2 separate regions of the Mus musculus genome follow, and region 2 is linked to region 1. A link is a contact called in public promoter capture Hi-C data. All regions are on one chromosome and are shown on one strand. Each heading gives the region's core, a stretch centred on a gene start, on an enhancer-like site or on the middle of the called end of the contact. The rest is flanking DNA. Distances are from core to core; before and after follow the strand shown. Region 1 holds the start of Pgap2 (post-GPI attachment to proteins 2). Region 2 holds the start of Lrrc51 (leucine rich repeat containing 51).

What was found. Capture Hi-C pulls out chosen DNA fragments and counts their contacts.
Region 2: a contact with region 1 is called in a promoter capture Hi-C map of pancreatic islet. The contact joins the promoter of Lrrc51 here to the promoter of Pgap2 in region 1. A contact is called at or near these places in 4 of 39 promoter capture datasets (erythroid cells, hematopoietic stem and progenitor cells, liver and 1 more), 6 of 484 Hi-C or Micro-C datasets (B cells, the HL-1 cell line, embryonic stem cells and 2 more), 1 of 115 datasets of contacts at active chromatin or transcription factors (embryonic stem cells) and 3 of 9 other capture datasets (adipose tissue, liver and pancreatic islet).

What each region holds. Positions count from the first base shown.
Region 1 is chr7:102,221,092-102,224,463 of GRCm38.p6, reverse strand. Pgap2 (post-GPI attachment to proteins 2) reads right to left here and starts at 1,393. Exons shown (of 7, transcript NM_001382592.1): 1 at 1,314-1,393; 2 at 974-1,085.
Region 2 is chr7:101,919,357-101,922,570 of GRCm38.p6, reverse strand. Lrrc51 (leucine rich repeat containing 51) reads left to right here and starts at 1,346. Exons shown (of 5, transcript NM_001357584.1): 1 at 1,346-1,402; 2 at 1,797-1,934. The coding sequence starts at 1,853.

The sequences.
Region 1 (3,372 bases), core at 144-2,643:
CCAAGTTCTCAAGTTCTTCCTCCCCTTTGGGGCAATAAATATTTGGTCAAGCATCTCCCTGGGAAGTTGGAAGTGGCATTGATGACCCTCCCAGATCTCACCCATTCTCTAGATAGGGCCCTACACAAGAGCACTGTGGCCAGCCAGCCCACACCTAGACTCTCTGAAGTAGATTTAACCCAATCCTCCTCCTAATGGTCCTCCCCAAAGCCAGCTGCTCTGTATCCGTGAACCACTGGGATCCTCTAACTGAAGACCAGATCGTCAGCTTGAAAGAACCTTACCCTGGACCTTACCCCATGCAGGGTCAATGGGGGGCAGGGGGTGGCATTCAAGGACAGTGTCAGAAACAAACAGAAAAGATAGCTGCTTCTACTTCTTGGCAGTGTGCCTGGCCTCCCTTTTACATGTATGACCTTGGACAAGTCACCTAACCATCCTGGGCCTGTTTCAAATTGTAAAAGAGGAAATCACATGGTCTAGATTACTTGGAAGGCCTCTCCACCATGGCCACTGCTTGATAGCTCAGTTTGAGGAGCCCACTACCTTAAGTTCTGCTCCTAGGCAACCTAGGAGTTCTTCATTGGCACTACTTAGTTGATTTCATTTTATTTTAGTTTGTGTGTGCACGTGTTTATGTACACTCTTCCAGAGAAAAGATCTTACTGTGTAGTCCAGGCTTGCTGGAAACTCCCAATCCTTCTGTCCTTGCCTCCCTGTTACTAAGATTACAAGGCTCTGAAAACTGTTTTTGTAGAAGTACCACCACTTCATATCCAAAGTCCCTAAAGATCTCACTACCACACTCCTGTCAGAATCTACATTCTGAGCTCAGTACTTGATATACAATATCTCTTTTAGTTCTATTTATTTTAGGAGACGGTGTTGTCCTCCGGGTTCCCATTTCATAGAAAAAGAAAGTAAGTCCCAGGGTAGTTTAAAAAAAAAAAAAAAAAAAAAAAAAACCACTTACTCAAAGCCACAAGCTAGTAACTGGCAGAGCTGGGATTCAAAACTAGTCTGAGATTCCAGGGCTCCCCCACGCCTCCATCTGCAGTGCCTGGAGGAATCTCGAGCAAAAGGCCCTGCGGAATAAATGAGGCAGTCTTTAAACCCAGCACACCTAGCCCTGCCACCGAGTGGACAAAAGCAAGACAGTTCAGCACCTGGATGCCTGCAGTTCCCGGGGTTCTGAGTGTGGGCACAGGCAGGTAGGCGCCTAGACCGCAGGCCTGCGGAGGCCGGACCTCGTGGCGGGGCTCCCGAAGTGGCGTTACCCTGTGGTCCAAACTGGCCATTCCCTCCTTACTCACCCAAGTACTGGTGGATAGGGGGCCGTACCCCGTAGCCAGGGGCGCGGAACCGGGAGCCCCAGCCCGGCCCGGGGGCGAGTGGAAGGGGGCGGGTCGCAGCAGCAACGGCGTGAGGCGGGGCCAGCGCTCTGGGGTGGGTCTTAAAGAGGAAACTGGTCCCGTTTCAACACTTGCTCCTCCCCATTTTGGGGTCCGGGACTCCAGTCTTTCTTTATAATCTACTGTCTCCTCAAGCCAAGCTTCCCTAGTAGTTCGGCTCTGTCCCCATTATTTTTGAGTACGTGAGAGCAGTCAGAGGGCCCAGGACACATGGTTTTGAAATGTTGAATAAGTCACCTTGTCATCTTACCTGTGGCTGCATGCCATCACCTGTTGAAAGAATGTAAAATTAATTCAATGGGGCCCAAATTCTTTCATTACCTGACCCGATTCTCCAGTCCTCTACCCTCATTCTAATCGAATTATCCAGCTTTGCACTTCTGAAATATTAAGCCAAATTTGCCCCAGCCGTGGCTATTTTCCCTCAAACTTTATTCCCTATGACCGGCTACAGCATCCAACAAAAGGAGCTGAAAAATAAAATAAAATAAAAATAAACCAAAAGCCACATTGCAGATAGATCATCTACGCCCATCTCAGAAACTAAGGGCCAAAGCTGTTCTCACCTTTTATCAGAAGAGGGAGCCCTATGCTGTCCGACATCACTGGCGCACGCGAGGGAGGAGGAGGAAGGGGCGGGGGGAGGGGGGGACGGGACGTTCAGCCAGATCCAGCTTAAGGGTTCTTCACGGAAAAGGAGGAAGAAGAGAAGGAGGGGCAGGGAGAGGAGGGGGGGGAGGAGGAGGGGGAGAGGAGGAGGAGGAGGAGGGGGAGGAGGAGGAAGAGGAGGAGGAAGAGGAAGAGGAGAAGAAACCAGGTCCAGGTGTTCTTTTCCCACTTTGGCCTGGCCTAGACTGATAGTTTTTGAAAAAACTATCCTACCCAAAATAGGAAGGAGGGTGAGGGGATCAACAATTTCCTACAGACATCTTGAGGATTGTCAGGACCAACTGTAGCAGTAGTGGGACTTCTGAGTCAGACAGTTATCACCGTTTAAATCCTACTTAAAATCACATCCTAGGCACATTGCTACTTTGCATTTAACTCATTTAATCCTCATAAAAATAAAGTGGATCTTTTTTTTTTTTTTTTTAACTGAGTCCCCTATGGGTGAGGTGACTTGTTCAGTGAGACCTCTGGGTGGATGAGATAGCTCAGTGGCTAATGGTACTTGCTACCCAGGCCTATAACCGAGTTCAGTCCTTGGAAACAGCAGAATGGAAAGAGAGAACTACCTCCCACAAGTTGTCCTCTAATCTCCATCAGCATTCCCACATTGCAAAGTAAAAAATAGTATCCTCCTCCCTTCAAAAAGCAGGCAAGAGCTGGGCAGTGGTGGTGCATGCCTTTAATCCCAGCACTTGGGAGGCAGAGGCAGGCGCATTTCTGAGTTCGAGGCCAGCCTGGTCTACAGAGTGAGTTCCAGGGCAGCCAGGACTACACAGAGAAACCCTGTCTTGAAAAGTCAAAAAAAAAAAAAAAAAAAAAAAAAAGTAGGCAAGAATCTCACATAGCCCACACAGGCCTCAAACCTGTTATGTAGTCAAACCTCCACTTCTTAGTGTAGGACTACATGTATGTCTCACCAATCCATGGGCTATGGATGGCTGGAAGTTATTGGTGCATGCTGAGCAAGCACTCTACCAACTAAGCCAAATCCCTCACCAAGGTAGAATCGAATAATATCCCCATTTTTTGTTTTTTGTTTTTTGTTTTTGTTTTTGTTTTTTTGAGACATTGTTTCTCTGTGTAGCCCTGGCTGTCCTGGAACTCACTCTGTAGACCAGGCTGGCCTCGAACTCAGAAATCTGCCTGCCTCTGCCTCCCAAGTGCTGGAATTAAAGGCGTGCGCCACCACACCCAGCTTAATATCCCCATTTTACCAAGTAGTAAAGTCTCTAGAGAAGGCACATTACTTACTCGTGTGTCTGAAGTCATCCCAATAATCACTCTATATAAA
Region 2 (3,214 bases), core at 97-2,596, 300 kb after region 1:
GTGTGTGGACTAGTCTCTGGAGGTCATGAGACAATCTTTTTTCTTCTTCCTCCTCTTCTTCCTCCTCCTCCTTTTGGTTTTTCAAGACAGGGTTTCTCTGTGTAGCCCTGGCTGTCCTGAAACTCACTCTGTAGACCAGGCTGGCCTCAAACTGAGAAATCTGCCTGCCTCTGCCTCCCAAGTGCTGGGATTAAAGGCATGTGCCACCACTACCCGGCTGAGTCAATCTTAAGGACTTGATTTTCTCCTATTATATTTCAGGGATCAAATTCAGGTTGAGACTTGTGCAGCACATGCCTTTACCTGCTGAGCCTTCTCATCAGCCCACAATCTCCTAAAATCTTGAAACTATGTATCTAAAAGATCATATATGAGGCCTGCATTTGTGACCTGATTGTCTTCTTCTGACAGCACTGCTCTACAGAGCACCCTGCTCTGAGTGTGTAATTGCTCTAACCCTCATCCTTTGGGAAGTAAGGATATAGAGAAGTGTTGACATTGGGTAGGGTGAAAGGGGACTCTAGCCTAGAGACACATTTGGGTTTTTGTTTTTGTTTTTGTTTTTGGGGGGGGGGTTTCGAGACAGGGTTTCTCTGTGTAGCCCTGGCTGTCCTGGAACTCACTTTGTAGACCAGGCTGGCCTCGAACTCAGAAATCCACCTGCCTCTGCCTCCCAAGTGCTGGGATTAAAGGCGTGTGCCACCACGCCCGGCTAGAGACACCTAGTTTGCCTTTTGTTTCTATGATTCCCACACACAATAGAACACAATAAAGGATACACAATAGAACACACACACCAAACACCAACAGCCCTTGGTAGAGTTTCCAGCTCTCTTCCTCCCAGGTGAGTAGTGTTCAAGGCTTTTCCTAGTCTCAGGAAAAACATGTTCTCAGCGTTACTTTCCCTAACAGAATGGAAAGGACTGCATAAGACACATCACACATTACAAATGACTGATAACTTTGTGTTCACCTCTCTCTGAGGGATGTTTCCATTTTAACAGGGAACAATCCCTAAACCCAAAGGAATGAATCCCTTATGATGGCGTTTCAGGCCTCAGTGACAGGTGAGTGAGGGTGGACCCTGTTTTCTGTTTATACATAGTTAAACCCAAGCTGTGACTAGAAGCAGGGTACTCAGATGGAAAGGGCTGATTGACAAGCTGCACAGAGAAGGGAGCAAATACCTAGCTGTGTCAGAAAGGGAAGGGCTCTCAAACACCCATCAGGTTCAGGGAAGGTCTTCAAGGGTTGTCAAGCAATAAAATACTGCAGGTGATGTCAACAGAGACTAGGCAGCAGGCAGTCTCTATGGTAACTATTGTGGAGTTGCAAGAAGGTTCTCAGAGTACGATTCTGGAGACTATGACTGCGGTCCACAACTGACTCGGCTTAACTCTGGGCAAGTCCTTTACCCTTTGGGTCTCAATTTCTTCATCTGGAAAATAGGAATGGGTACTGTAGCTTGTGTGATGGTACATACCCATAATTCCAACACTCAGGAGGCTGTGGAAGGTAGATCATTAATTTGAGATTAGCCTGGGCTACATTAGACCCTATGTCAATAAAACAAAACATCTCCTAAGATAAGGGTGCTCGAACTATCAGATGAGTTCAGAGTGTTGTGAAGTTTATCTAAGAAGTATACTATACATGAAAGCACCAGTATCTTAAAATGGCAATGCAGATAGGCAGGCCTAGAGCTCTAGAGAGTAGAAAGCAGTGTGGAGGGCTGTGGGGAATCCTGAGCATAGACACTCCATATCTGGAGCATTGATTCTCTTCTGTCCTCCCAGGCTGAAGCCAGACTCCCAGGGCCCATGCTTCCACCTGATGAATGATGGCCTGAACTATGAGCTCACGGGACTATATGAACACTTCCGTGCAGGAGCCTCCTCTTGACTACTCCTTCAAAAGCGTCCAAATGGTCCAAGGTCAGCAGAGCACAGCACTCAGATAAGGCTGTATGGTACCAAGACAAAAAATCCTTAAGTCTTCTTTTTTTAAAGCCTACACAGCCTGGGCGGTGGTGGTGCAGGCTTTTAGTCCCAGCACTTGGGAGGCAGAGGCAGGAAGGTCTTGGTGAATTCAAGGTCTATAAAGCGAGTTCCAGGACAACCAAAGCTATACACAGAGAAACCCTGTCTCAAAAACCAAAACAAACAAAAAGCCTAAACAGAATTTTCCCAACTTCTTGCTGTCTTTGAAGGAAGAAGAGGGTGGAGTAAGATATTTTTGTTTTACTGAGTTAAGGAGTGAATGCAAGGCCTCTGACATATAGGACAAATGTCTTACATCTGAGCTTCATCCTCAGCCTTGAGATTAAAAATATGTATTTTAACCTTATGTGTATGGGTATTTTACCTACATGTATATCTACATCCCTTGTGTGCCTGGTGCAGGCAGAGGCCAGAAGTGGGTATTAAACCCCTGAACCTGGTGTTACTGATGGCTGTGAGCCTTCGTGCCGGTGGGAAATCAGCCAGGTCCTTTGAAGAGCAGCTAGTGCTCTTTAGCTGCTGCACTGTCCCTTCCAGGTTCTGTGAACTTTTTTTGTTTGTTTGTTTGTTTTGTTTTTTTTCGAGACAGGGTTTCTCTGTATAGCCCAGGCTGTCCTGGAACTCACTCTGTAGACCAGGCTGGCCTTGAACTAAGAAATCCGCCTGCCTCTGCCTCCCGAGTGCTGGGATTAAAGGCGTGCGCCACCACTGCCCAGCAAAATTTTCTTTTTTAATTTATTTTAGATTTATGTGTATGAATGTTTTACCTGAATGTATGTGTATATGTATCATACACATGCCTAGTGCCCATGGAAGTCAGAAGAGGGCTTCAGCTTCCTTAGAAATAGAGTTAGGCGGGATTGATTGAGAGCCTCCATGTGGGTACTGAAATCAAACTCTGGAGTAACAAGTGCTCTTAACCACTGAGTCTCCCCTCTCCCACACACCCCAGTTTTTTAAGGTAGCAAATGCAGAAGGAACCAGGGGTCTCTTATGGTAGTTGACCCATCTTCAGAAAAAGCCAGGCGGTAGCCAGAAGTTCATGGAGAGTACTGAGAAATCACTCAATCAGACAAATGTCTTAGTCTTCTGTATCCCCAGCACAGACTCACCTACTGTGATCTCTATTGTGTTCTACATTACTTCTGACTGCTGGAGTACAGAGTTCATAAAGGTTTTAGTTGCAATTATAGCTTTGTGCAAAAAGGTTCATA